2 separate regions of the Xenopus tropicalis genome follow, and region 1 is linked to region 2. A link is a contact called in public Hi-C data. All regions are on one chromosome and are shown on one strand. Each heading gives the region's core, a stretch centred on a gene start, on an enhancer-like site or on the middle of the called end of the contact. The rest is flanking DNA. Distances are from core to core; before and after follow the strand shown. Region 1 holds the start of med16 (mediator complex subunit 16). Region 2 holds the start of wdr18 (WD repeat domain 18).

Region 1 (6,531 bases), core at 3,927-6,426, 350 kb before region 2:
ATGTTGACATATCCAAGGAATGCCCCATAGAAGGAGAGACTCGTAGCATACTTAGCTGTGGGGAAAGATCAAAGGTCACACAAATACAACAGCACCATAAAGAAATTCACTGTGATTATATGGGCCAGGATTTTTTGTAATATCAGTTTAATCATATTCTTTGATGCCAGTGTCTTTGTTTTAGTGTAGCAAAAGGCTGTGATGTAACTAGAAGTTACTGGGCACCATAAAATAATAAACATAAATTAGACTCCACTCAACATTGCAAATTTATAAAAACTATTTCAGTGTCCTAGAAAGCTATCAATATCAACTGGGTCCTCCAGCAGTCACTGGTGTTATGTTTTAAATACATCTATGGCTGAGGTGCAAACTGATCTTATCATTTTGTATTATTCATAAAGGCACCGTTTTTGAATTTTAAATATATTTACGATTATGCTTATGCTACAGATAACTGTAGATCAATTTAACCTCTAACACCAAACTCTACTACCTGACCCATCCTTACTGTTTTTATACCATCAAAATTGTTATTTGGGGCTTTTTTTTAAAACAGAACACTGTCATTCCGACCTGCCTAATATTAGCAGTAAAATCTTTAACGCTGACCTTGCCCTGTGTATCTAGCCCAACCAAAGCAAGCGAGGTCCACGACATCTGCAAAGCTTTAAAATGAATGCAAGGGGTAGGCGAACGCTGCCGTTTTAAGCTGGGTTCCTCAGAAGGCCGCAGAGATGATCCATACAAAACTGCCATTGGCTGCAGGGAAAGTCTATGAACAATCTGAACATTTCCATCATGGAATGCCAATGCTAGACCTGTAAAAACAGTGATTGATTAAGTGTCTTAAATAAAAGAAGTGTATCCAATTTCTTTGCAGATCAAAATAAACTAGTGGGTAATAACTTACCAAGCCCAGGGTAAAACTTGGTTTCACTTGCAACCTTGATGTCAGTATTTGTGAGAGAAATTGGTAGCTTGGGCAGAGCCACAGCAGAAACACGCTCTAACTCATTGGTGGCTGAGAGGATACGCCACTTCAGGATCATGGGCTGCTTGTCACTTACTGCAAGAGTGAAAGGTGTTTTAGGCTTGAGAGGAATGTGGAGAAATTATGCAATGATACATTTTGGAGTAAGTGAAGCATCTAACTGAGGATAAAATGTTTAGGAGTAACAGGAAGATATTAAAATACTTACCTGCAGGGGATAGCTGCTGGAATATATTATTAAGTGGAAGACCCTCTTTCCGAAGAGACCAGCACTCAGCTATGCTGGAACACTGATTGGAAGCACAGAGTAAAACCTAAATCAGATGGACAAAACACTGTAAGTTCTGTGTGTCCAAAACATTTATTTATCCTTATCCTTTAGTCCTTAATGCTGATGCCTTTAAACGACAAGCAAAGGTTTAATCACCAGGGATGCCAATTTGACACCCCTCAGTGATTATAATTGCTTGCCTCAGACACTGGGCTGGTGCTCCTTTTCACTGAAAAATGCACCAGTCTAGGGAAGTAGTCTAGTAGCACTGCTCTGCTATCTTCTTTGCTGTCTTTACTTCAGCCCTGGGCTGTGCACATGCGCTACTGCTCTACAGTTCATGTTCACAGCCCATACCAGCTCTTGTGTATTCTCCTTTAAGCTGTTCCCTTCAAATTCAAATACATGAAGATTTTTTTTATTATAGTTACCCTATATTCCTATAGTAAGAACTTAAACCACAATGAATCAGCACGGGTGGGCCCCTTAGGTCATTACTAAGTTAATGATAAACAGAAACATTGGCGAAGCAGTCACCCTGCTATAGTTTCAGGGCAACAACTAAGCATGTACTCCCAAATCTCACCCTCAAATTAGCCTCCCTACTATGTACTGAAGCCCTCTGGTTTAAGGGAACTAAAGGTCCCCATACACGGTAAGATCCGCTCGCTTGGCGAAATCACCAAGCGAGTGGATCTTCCCCCGATATCCCCACCTACGGGTGGGCAATTTCAGGGAGCTTGAAGTTAAAAAAAAAAAATAATCCGAACGTTTACCCACCCCGTAACAACTTTTCTTCTCACCTGTTCAGACATATCCCGCGCAAGGAATTTAAGGTGCGTCACAGCTGGGAACTTGTCCTTGCGTGCAGGGTCAGTTGTACAGCGCATAAAGAGAGAAGGAAGTATCTCTGTGTCGATTTTGCACTTTTCACTTACTACAGAAACACAAACTTTGTAGAACTGTACTGGGGATGTGCTGCTCCCATCACATGTGGCCACAACAATGTTTCCACCACCAGTAAATGCAATGTCTGCAAGTGCCACACGACAACGTAGTCGGCACAGGCTTTCTGTAGCTGTTAGCACCTGTCCATTGGGCTTTAGCAGAGACACTGTAACTAAACCACTGACTGTGACTGCAATCCAACCCTCCATTGGCTTTCCACCAAACAAAGTAAGAGATGGGGAAAACTTCACGCGTGAGAACTTTTCTCCAAAACTGGAAACACCAGACTGCAGGAGAAAAAAGATCAGTATTAAGGGTGGTAAATGCCTACTTAAAGGGAAATAATGGTTAGGGGACAAAAGAAATAATGGTCTCTGCTTAACAACAAAAAGGATAAGCAAAGTGAAGTGAAGTGAAAGAAAAGAGCATACAAACAACTAAATATAAATACTAATGTAAATATTCATTGTTATCTCACCCACCTTCTCAACATGGAGAGCAAGTTTGACTCCATTGTGCAACCAAGACAGAGCTACTATGGGATCTCCATCCACTTCGCTGCCTACAAGACTCTGCCAGCTGTTTGCTAAGTGATCAGTCATTCCCCAGCATTTGATTCGACCATCTGCATCAGCTGAGAGCAGGCGGGAACCTAAAAATACCAATAAAACCAAAGCAACAGTTACAAACACTACTGTCTATGTCCCTTCAAGGATTCATTTTCTGCTTCCCACATTTATCTTGTTTCTTCATATTTCCCTTTGCTCTCTGCCCTTCCCTTTTAAGTTATATGGTTTTCTTGTTTATTATCAAAAAGCCCAGCAATTTGTTTTACTGTACCAGATTGGTCCCACTCCAAGCTGGTAATAACTTCCTGGTGCCCAGAGTTAATAGAGTAGACATCCCACGGATGTTCTGTGTCGAGGATATGGATCAAATTAGTGATATCTGAGAAGAAAAAAAATCAAGTTATTTCAGATTTATCCATATTCCTGTAAAAACACTTTTTAATTTATCAAAACCCTGGAAAACAAACAATCTGGTGAGAATTATGCAATGTTGCAACTCTCCATGGTCAAATTATACTTGCTTTAACGAATAAGAATATATTCAATGAGAGCATAAAATATATACTTAAATTTGTGCATTGTAAAACGCCTGATTTTGAGTACAGTTGAACTTTTTAGAAAGATAATAGAAGACAGATGAACTCTTTGCACTTCAATGTAAATTTCATAAGGTAAATGAATGGGGGTGGGAAGGAGGGCTAACTACAGCCAATTGTTTAGCATTTTTTCAGTAACAAGCACTTTTCTTACAGCTCACACGACCCAACTATTGTGAGAGAATACACACTTCTTCACTTAACATTCTAGTAGGCAGCTCTGGACTGAGATTTAAAATAGGCCCTAGCATTTTCAGCACACAAAAGCTCAAATAGCCCCCAACTAGCGCTCTACTACACAGTCACTGTCTATGGCATCTTTCAGCAGTCCCTCTGGCATTTGCCAGAACCCACAGACTGGCAGTCTGAGCCTGCTGGCAGGGATTATTTACTAAGGGGGGGTAAGGTGCAGAATTTTTTTTCCCCACAATACAAAGTGGCACAGAATGACATTAAATAAAAAGTAGAATTTATTGCAGTAACACATTCCTGGGTCTGAATTTGTGCACCTAGGTCTCAAGCTGCCACGCTTCCACTACAAGCAATACTTTCTATTTTTATATTGGTGCAAGGCATTGTGTCTCAACCCTTTCTCCTTGTAGATTGTAAGCTCTTTTGGGCAGGGCCCTCTTCACCTCTTGTATCGGTTATTGATTGCTTTATATGTTACTCTGTATGTCCAATGTATGTAACCCACTTATTGTACATCGCTGCAGAATATGTTGGCGCTTTATAAATAAATGTTAATGTAATGTAAAAGGCATTGCCTAACCGTAATGTGTATGCCTATAGATTCAGATGCTTTAATTTTTTATCTGCGTCTATGCATCTATCTGCATTCTATGCATTCTAGTGACCCAAATACCCTTAATATACTAACCTAGTTCATTTTAAACATGGTAATATAAAAATGTAATCCAAGCAATCCAAGCTCTTTGGTAAGACCAGCTTTGGACTGGGAACCCAGGGACCCACAAGAAAACCTTAGACCCACTTTCCAAATTATTTGTCCTCCTTCCCCACCCAACCACTTTATTCTCCAAGTCTCTTTTATTTACATAGCATCTATTCTTCCATCTAATTCTTGACTTTCTTCCCATTCAGAAATAGGGAATGACCATGAAACAGGCCAAATGATCAGGAGCAGGAGACTGACACCTGGGCCCACCATGAGTTCTCCTGGTATCCAGTCCAACACTGGGTAAGACTCATTTTGGTTTGTCTTTTAATTGTTTTATGCATTATAGATAGAGAGAGAAAAGTAGACATATAACAGTTACTAAATAATAGAAATACACACACATATAATCACACTCACAGAGCGGTGCTGTAATAACAAAAAGATGTTACCTTTCTCCTCCTCATTGCGCTGATCTGTAGTGAAAGCAATAAGATTGCGGCAAGACCAAGCGCAAACTAGTGGGATTGATGGGCAGTGACTGGTCCGTGGTCTTTTGTCCCACTCACATACGTACCCCACATCCATGCTGACAGCAAACACGCACCTACTAACTATGGGAGAAGGGCTACAGATCGGGGGAACAGAAACACAATGGCTTACATTGGGAATGGACTGACTGACTGCAGCTATAAGAAACGAAGGCGGACGACAAGAAGCGTCAAAAAGCGAAAATATGCTAGAACCTTGCGTAGGGGATTTGCTACTAAACTGCTCTGGTTACTGCTGGTTCCAGAATCCCGTAGGATAACAAGGTTCTACGTAAAACCAGTAATGAAAGTTCCCGGCTACATTAGTGCGTCTCACGGAATAAGCGTCTCAATGTCGCTTTCCGATGGCGTCATCCTTAGATTAGCATGCCGACCTCTCCCGGCGTGCATCGTGGCAAATGCCTAAATTGCAGCTATAAATTCAATCTTTCTCTTCTGTTTTTCATGTACCCAGTAAATAAAACAATATCAAGTAATATTTATTGCTGCTCGGTGTAAATATACATATAGACATACAAAATTGTCACTCCAATATAACCGAATCAAAAGCTAGGGGCTTTAAATAAGAACCGGCGCTAAGGTATGTTTGTGCTCGCTTCGGCAGCACATATACTAAAATTGGAACGATACAGAGAAGATTAGCATGGCCCCTGCGCAAGGATGACACGCAAATTCGTGAAGCGTTCCATATTTTGCACTTATCTTATCAAATGGATATTGGAGTGAAAAACAAACCATGTATATTTATATATATATATATGTATTTAGTTTGTTTTTCACTCCAGATGAAGGCTTCTGTGTGAGACCCAATCGTTGAGTAATAAACCTTTCTATTTTTACATTTACATTTTGCTCACACTTTACTTTGGAAATAAATGTAATTTGGGACTATTTTAATTTAATATATATATATTCTCCACTCATCTAATAAAAAATGTGTATTTGTGAACAGTGTGTGTGTTTGTGTATATATATATATATATATATATATATAGATTTACACACACACAGGATTATGATTTAAAAACTAAAAATCTTTAGTTCCCCCCTTTATTATGCTGTGAAGATGGTTTCTTCCTACAGTCAGTGGTGTAACTATAGAGGAAGCAGACACCATGGTTGGGGGGGGGGCACCAGGGGCAGCCTGGACCATAGGGTCTGGTTCCTCTATAGCAGGGGTGGGCAAACTATGGCCCGCTGTCTCCGGCCCCCTTAAAAGAATGACGGGCCCTGATTGGTTGCGCCCCATGCATGCGCATAGCGTCAGCACACACGGGGCGCAACCATATAAAAGAATGCACTGGGGAGCCGGGGAACAGAAGGACGGGACGGAGGAAGCAGCGGGTCGCTGGCGGAGGGAGCCGCAGGTCATGAAGGATGCTGGGGGGGAGCTGAGAGGCCCCATAATTTTTGATGGCAGCCCCGGGCGTAACGCTGTCCCGGCCCGGTCCGGCCCGTCTGTTAGTCAATGTGGCCCCTGACCCAAAAAGTTTGCCCACCCCTGCTCTATAGTCACTCTCATTGATAAAGTTAAGGGTGCCCGCTGCTTAATATTTGCCAGGGTGGTGGCCAGGTACCTGTGTGCGCCAGACCCCTCCAAAAAATGATTGTGGAAATGTGAAATATGGCAAAATCAGGGAATGTAAAAGTGAGATTTCACTGTGTCTCATCCCACTTGTTGTGGGATGAGATACACAGTGTATC
Region 2 (6,604 bases), core at 853-3,352:
CTCACAATATACTGTATATGTATGTATAACTTTATTTATAAAGCGCCACAAGGGTCCGTAGCGCTGTACAATCTTACAAAATTACACACAGGGGGACAAGTGTTATAATAAATAAAAACAATAAATATATATAAATACACAGGGAATAAGTGCCATGTGGTATGAGTCACAGTAGGAAGGAGGTCCTGCCTGTAGAGCTTACAATCTGAGTGGTTGGGTAACATACAGGCACAAATTGGAAGGTAAGAGTGAATATATAGAGAATATGTCACAATATAAAGCTGATTAGTAAATAGTACAGATTATTACTGCATGACGGCTCTGAAACCAGTGTGATTAGCTGCAGAATTTAATAATAAGCCCTGTAGCATTATTACAGACTAACCTCATTTGCTGCTTGATAATTTGCAGTGCTTAGCCTTTCAATAGCTGCTCATAGCACACTGAGAATGTGAGTGTCAGAGACACTTCTAACAGATTGCAGTATGGTGACCACCTGTGACAACTTTGAAGTACTGGATCATTACTTTTATAAAGATGCTGAACATGACTAGTTCAGTATATAAAATATGGTATTACTAGCAATATTTTTTTTTAGTGTTTAGTTCTCTTACAAGAGAGTTGTCAGGTTTTGCTTTGGGTTTTAGCATAAAGGGAGTGCCTGGGATGGATCAGTGGTTTGGCTCTATTTCTATTAACAATGTATGGCTTGAAAACAAACATGAACCTTGATGTGTTTAATGTTTCTTATATTAAATTAGTAAAAAGGTTTCTTGATAAAAAAAAAAGTGTAAAGTGATACATGTAGTGGCGTAACTAGTATTGGGGCCGCAGGGGCCCACTAAGGATCCATGACAAATACAGACACATTGTGGGCCAGCCATAATCCCTATTCTGCCCCACTGCAGCTTGCAATCCCATTCCAGATGTCCTAATGTCCACAATGCCTGTTTCAGACCCTGACCCTTCAACACAGTGGTTCTCAACCGGTGGGTCTGGACCCCTTTGGGGGTCGAACGACCCTTTCACAGGGTTCGCCTAAGACCATCTGAAAACACATATTTCCGATAGTCTTAGGAATAATTTTATGGTTGGGGGTCACCACAACATGAGGAACTGTATTAAAGGGTTGCGGCATTAGGAAGGTTGAGAACCACTGCTTTAACATTTAGTACTAGTATGTGGGGAGGGTGGAAAGTAAATGTTGGTAAGAGTTACCACCTGGCTGGTAAAAAAAGATGCATCATGCCAATGTTATAGGGAACAAAGATTCAGATATAAAAAGGCCAGTGTTTTTCTCCAGAAAAGGTGGCAACATTTTACTAACAGAGAGCTCAATGTTACTTCACTGGAACATGGAACCAGGGAGTAAGAGAGACTAGCACATGGGGTGGGGTAAAGGTGGGAGAAAAGGCACATTAGTTGAATGGTGCAGTAAAGGGTTGGCTAGCACACCTGTGGGTTTAAAAGGAAGAGAATGGCATTTGCACAGAATTACATGTGGGAAAAGACAAATAAATAAGCAAGAAAGGGAAAGATAAGCAGGAGAAGAGACAACATTACACACTAAATAGGAGAAACAAGAACACAATGGCGGAAAAGAGGAGCATAATTCCGTATCACATTTTCAGCTTTATTGGGTCAGCCACAGTGTGGTACTGGCCCACCAGGATAACTCCCGGTGGGCCCAGGTGTCAGTGGGCTCTCCTGCTCCTGACCATTTGGCCTGTTTCATGTTCATTCCCTATTTCTGAATTGGAACAAACAGGTGAAATAGATGAAAAAATAGATCCTAGCATGTAAATAAAAGAGACTAGGAGAATAAAGAGGTTGAGTGAGGAAAGGAGGAAAAATACTTTGGAGAGTGGGCCCATGGCCTAAGGTTTTCTGGTGGGCCCCTGGGGTCCCATTCCGACACTGGTCAGCCATATAGTCCACAAAAGTTTGGTTGGCAAATCAGGCAAAATCTACATGCTATAAACAGCTTTACTTGCCATTTGTGATATTATATGAAAATTGCTAAATGCTCTCTAGGCAGCCCTTCCGCAAAATAACTGCATTATAAGAACTGTTTAACCTCGGAGGGGACGTGTAGGCTCACTGTCACGTGGTGTAGAAGCCATCCCTGCCCTGTTACCACGTGACTTTCCGCTCTGACTAAACATGGCGGCGCCCATGGAGCTAGTGCTTAGCGCTGACGCTACAGGACAAGTTGCAAACTGCACGGTTTGGGAGCCGGTAACGGGCTCTGTGCTTCTGACTTATAGAGGGGGAAATACATCGAACCGGGGATTGGCGGTACTCGGTGGTCAGTACTTGCTGGGCGCACAGCTCGGCAAAAACTATATCAATGTGTGGGAGCTGCAGAGACGGGTAAGGTACCGGGCCGCGCTTTGGCTGGATGTTAGTAATGTTTGCGTTCTACCTTTGTTACTGATTATGGGGGGGCTGTAGTTTTATAACAGTTCCCGCTTGCTTTACATCAGGCATTTTGTATCCCTATATGATTCTCAGAGAATAATCCTGACAGGACTGGCCATTTTCTTTTTAAATCAATGAAGTAAATGTGCGAGGCTACTCAGATTTTAGATCGGCCAAGTTTTGTGCTTTCAGAAATGTCAAGATTACAATACTATGCTTCTTGTGACTCTCCACTCCAACTGTGACTGAACTGGTGTCACTCTCAGCCAATATTAACTGTATGTGCTGAAAATGCAGTTGTTGAAAATGAACTGTGTGCATTGCTTAGACACAGGCTAGCCAAAAATACTAGTGATTAGTTTAGTGTGGGTTTCCATGGTCTCTCAGCAATGTGACATTTCTTATTATAACAGATAAAAGCAATTAAGACAAGGTGTATGGCTGGTTCTAAAGCAAAGTGCATCCCACAACTTAATATGGGTTTCTTGAGAAAAAAGGATAAGAAATGCTGCACTAATGGAATTGTGCACTGACTTTTCAGATTTATCCACTTCACTGGATTCATTGAGAAAAGAGGGATGCCGGGTTGGTGGAACTTTTGCAGTAAAGGACTAAAATCTGATTCAGTTAAATTTTGTGACATATTAAATAGCCAGGAAAATTGAAAACTGACATTTGGCTAGTGGTGGGAACTAGGTATATCACCAGGCTCAAGTTTTTTACTCGCAGAAGAGCATTTACAGCCTCTGGTGACAGAAATGCCATAGGATCGGGTTATAGGATGCCCGAGATTGTTATAGCTTCTAGTATAGAGTACCGGTATCCTCGTTTTTTTTTTTGTTTTGTTTTTTTTTTAGGATAATTGGGGACCCTTTGGTGTCTAGCATGAAGTTAGTCTTAAGCTGGCCATACACGTGGCGATCGGACGATGTTTCGTGCAACCATCAGATCCGCCTCACACAGTCAGGGCTGAAACAATAGGATTTCTACCTCCTTCTGCCGATTCAGCCCTGACGGCAGATTTTGGTCAGGCGTCTTCTATGGCGCCCGATCAAAATTTTCTAAGCTGGCCGATCGGCGAGTCGTCCGATATCAGCAGCTTCCTGAGATATCGGTCGACTCGCCAACATGCCATAAACGCACCGAATATCGTATGAAACGAGGTTTCGTACGATAGTATCGGTGCGTGTATGGCCAGCTTAAAGGTGGCCATATACATTACAATAATGATCTTTCGCAGGAAGGCTCGTTCATCCTCTCCACTAATGTTAAGAGCTGAATCATCAGATATGCAGGTAGAAACAATATAATTCTACCCTTATCTGACAATTTAACATTAACTTACTGCCACCACCCTGGCTGATCGACAATATGACTGAAATCCAAGAGTTTTGCGAATAACTTTTTCCTTGTCTACCCACCATACACACACTGAATATTATACGAAACCTTGTTTTATATGATAATATCAGTGAATTTACGGGCACCTTAAGATGAACCTAGTGTGTCACTTAATTGTTTTATTTTGTTTTCCTTCAGATATTTATTTGAGAACTGATCTAGGATACTTTTTAAGTTTCTGTGACTGAAACATAACCAGTCTTTTGGGGCACACCATCATTGTTTTACCTGTTTCTATATGTTTAGGACCAGTTGCAGCAGAAGATTGTATGTCCAGGGCCTGTGAACTGCTTGGCTACCTCTCCGAATGGACTTTACCTAGTGTCTGGCATTGCTGAAAGTATTTACCTTTGGGAGGTGAGGCAATCTTCAAATTGTGGGATTTGCATCATGTCATAGAAAAGATAAATGGATATATTCTTCATAGCTTTCTCTTTTTTTTTTTTTATACATTATTTTATTTACATGAATAATCCAAGGTATTCTGCACATGTTCTACAAGCTTTAAACCTTTAGACGTTCTTTAGTTGCATATGTATGTTTACTTAAACTTAATAATATTAAGTTAATACAATATTAATGCGAGTTAATACAATATTATTATTAATAATAATTAAGATAATACCAGTATGCCGATATAAGTTTATATTGCTCATATTTCAATTTGCCTATTTTTCTGTTAGGTTTGCACTGGACGCCTCCTTGCTATACTAAACAATCACTACCAAGATGTCACCTGCTTGACTTTCACAGATGACAGCAGTCATATCATATCTGGAGCCAAGGACAGCTTGGTTCTGGTGTGGAGTCTTTACAGGTAGCCAAACTTCTTTCTTATAAGATTATGTCCTTTCAATAGTGTGTAAGTTAAGTGCCAAATAAGGGAAACGAAGATGCAGGCTCTTTAATGCCAGACTTTCAACATTTTTAACGGGCTCAGTGTCATGTCAGATGAAGGCAAAGTTGCCCAATATTTTGGTTGTCACAAAAAAAAAGCAAAGAACAGCTATGCTCTGTCTCCCATGTCTTGTATTAGGTATCTAAGGCATACAAAGGTGAAAATAATAACTCATAATAGGGTACTGCACCTTCAGGAGAGAACATACTTTCAACGCGCTTGCGAGGGGACATGATTACTCTGTACAAGTACATTAGAGGGGATTATAGGCAGTTGGGGGATGTTCTTTTTTCCCATAAAAACAATCAACGCACCAGAGGTCACCCCTTTTAGATTAGAGGAAAGGAGTTTCCATTTGAAGCAGCGTAGGTGGTTTTTCACGGTGAGGGCAGTGAGGTTATGGAATGCCCTTCCTAGTGAGGTGGTAATGGCAGATTCTGTTAATGCCTTTAAGAGGGGCCTGGATGAGTTCTTGATCAATCAGAATATCCAAGGCTATTGTGATACTAATATCTACAGTTAGTACTAGTGGTTGTATTTATAGTTTATGTATGTGAGTGTATAGATTGGTAGGTGTGGGTTAGGTGTGCTGGGTTTACTTGGATGGGTTGAACTTGATGGACACAGGTCTTTTTTCAACCCTATGTAACTATGTAACTATGTAACATCTTAAGAGATAAAGGCAGGCACCTAGGGGCTGATTTACTAAATTTTTTTTTTTTTTTTATCATTGTTGTATTTATAAAATGCTGTTATCAGTCATATGAAAAATTTGAATTTACATTTTGAAAATCACATTATTTTTAAAACTCTTGGAAAACAATAAAGTGTTTAAGTTTCACCTGAAACTGGGTGCAATAGAAAACAATAATGGGATTAACTTCCCCTTGAAAATGTGTGACATAGAAAAGAAATGAAGTGATTAACTTCCCCTTGAAAATGTGTCAAGGACAGGCTGTCATGGGCTATACTGAGCCTCTATAGGACTCAATGGTACTTGACAGATCAAACCTGCCAAATTGTTTTTGCCCAAAAAAAGTTTACTAAACGTTAATAAATCACAAATTATAGGAATTTATCTTATTTTTTTAGCAAGAATTTCCAAAAAAAAAAATAGGAAAAATTGTGTACTGGTGAAAACCCATTCATAAATCGCAAAAATATCTACACATAAATAACACTACACAATTTTCTCAAAATAGCTTAGTAAATGTGCCCCTTAGTCTGCTCTACACATTATAAAACATGAATCTTTCAGTGGTTCACTGAATTTAAGCGTTTATCTCAGTGCTGGCAGTCCTGGGAACAATTTATTATTATTATTTATATAGTGCCATCATTTCATGCTCACTTTACAGAGTGAAGGGATACAAATACAAAACAATACGGTTAACATATACAGAAAAACATTTCCACAAATTATTCTCAATTATTCTTATCCTAAAGTGGATATTGTTAGGAGACAGTAGGGGGAGGGTCCGATCTTGATTCCATTTGAAAGAATGTTTTTTGAATTCTGTGGAATCAGCTTTGACTGCAGCTAGTTGTCTAAATCAACTTTGATCGTTTTTAGGTGTAATGGCAAATGATTACTGGCAGCAATAACCAGTAATAAGCAGCAGTAAAAGATCATACATCTGCTATGTACCATAACTGAGCCATGACAGGAGAAAGTAAAAGATAATGTTGTCAATATTGCTTTTTTCAGCGCAATAATTATAGTATAGCTCAGCTCCGATTGAACATTATGCTATATACATTAATACCATTAACCTAGATTGTATGTAAAAAATGCAGTTTGAAATACCAGACTGGAGAGCTACTGGACAAAAAGCTAAATAGTAATTCGTCCTATTAGTTAGTGTGAACCACTCATTTAGGCTA

The links. A called contact is a pair of places that touch in the nucleus more often than the background predicts.
Region 1: a contact with region 2 is called in a Hi-C map of brain, with 5 times the contacts expected there. The contact joins the promoter of med16 here to the promoter of wdr18 in region 2. A contact is called at or near these places in 3 of 5 Hi-C or Micro-C datasets (brain, gastrula embryo and neurula embryo).

Annotation. Positions count from the first base shown.
Region 1 is chr1:100,791,879-100,798,409 of UCB_Xtro_10.0, reverse strand. med16 (mediator complex subunit 16) reads right to left here and starts at 5,176. Exons shown (of 14, transcript NM_001079173.1): 1 at 4,729-5,176; 2 at 3,054-3,161; 3 at 2,696-2,865; 4 at 2,069-2,500; 5 at 1,203-1,308; 6 at 914-1,069; 7 at 613-821; 8 at 1-55. The coding sequence starts at 4,864. LOC116408565 (a small nuclear RNA gene) reads left to right here and starts at 5,416; the gene lies at 5,416-5,522.
Region 2 is chr1:100,441,611-100,448,214 of UCB_Xtro_10.0, reverse strand. wdr18 (WD repeat domain 18) reads left to right here and starts at 2,102. Exons shown (of 10, transcript NM_001037264.1): 1 at 2,102-2,373; 2 at 4,069-4,179; 3 at 4,506-4,639. The coding sequence starts at 2,164.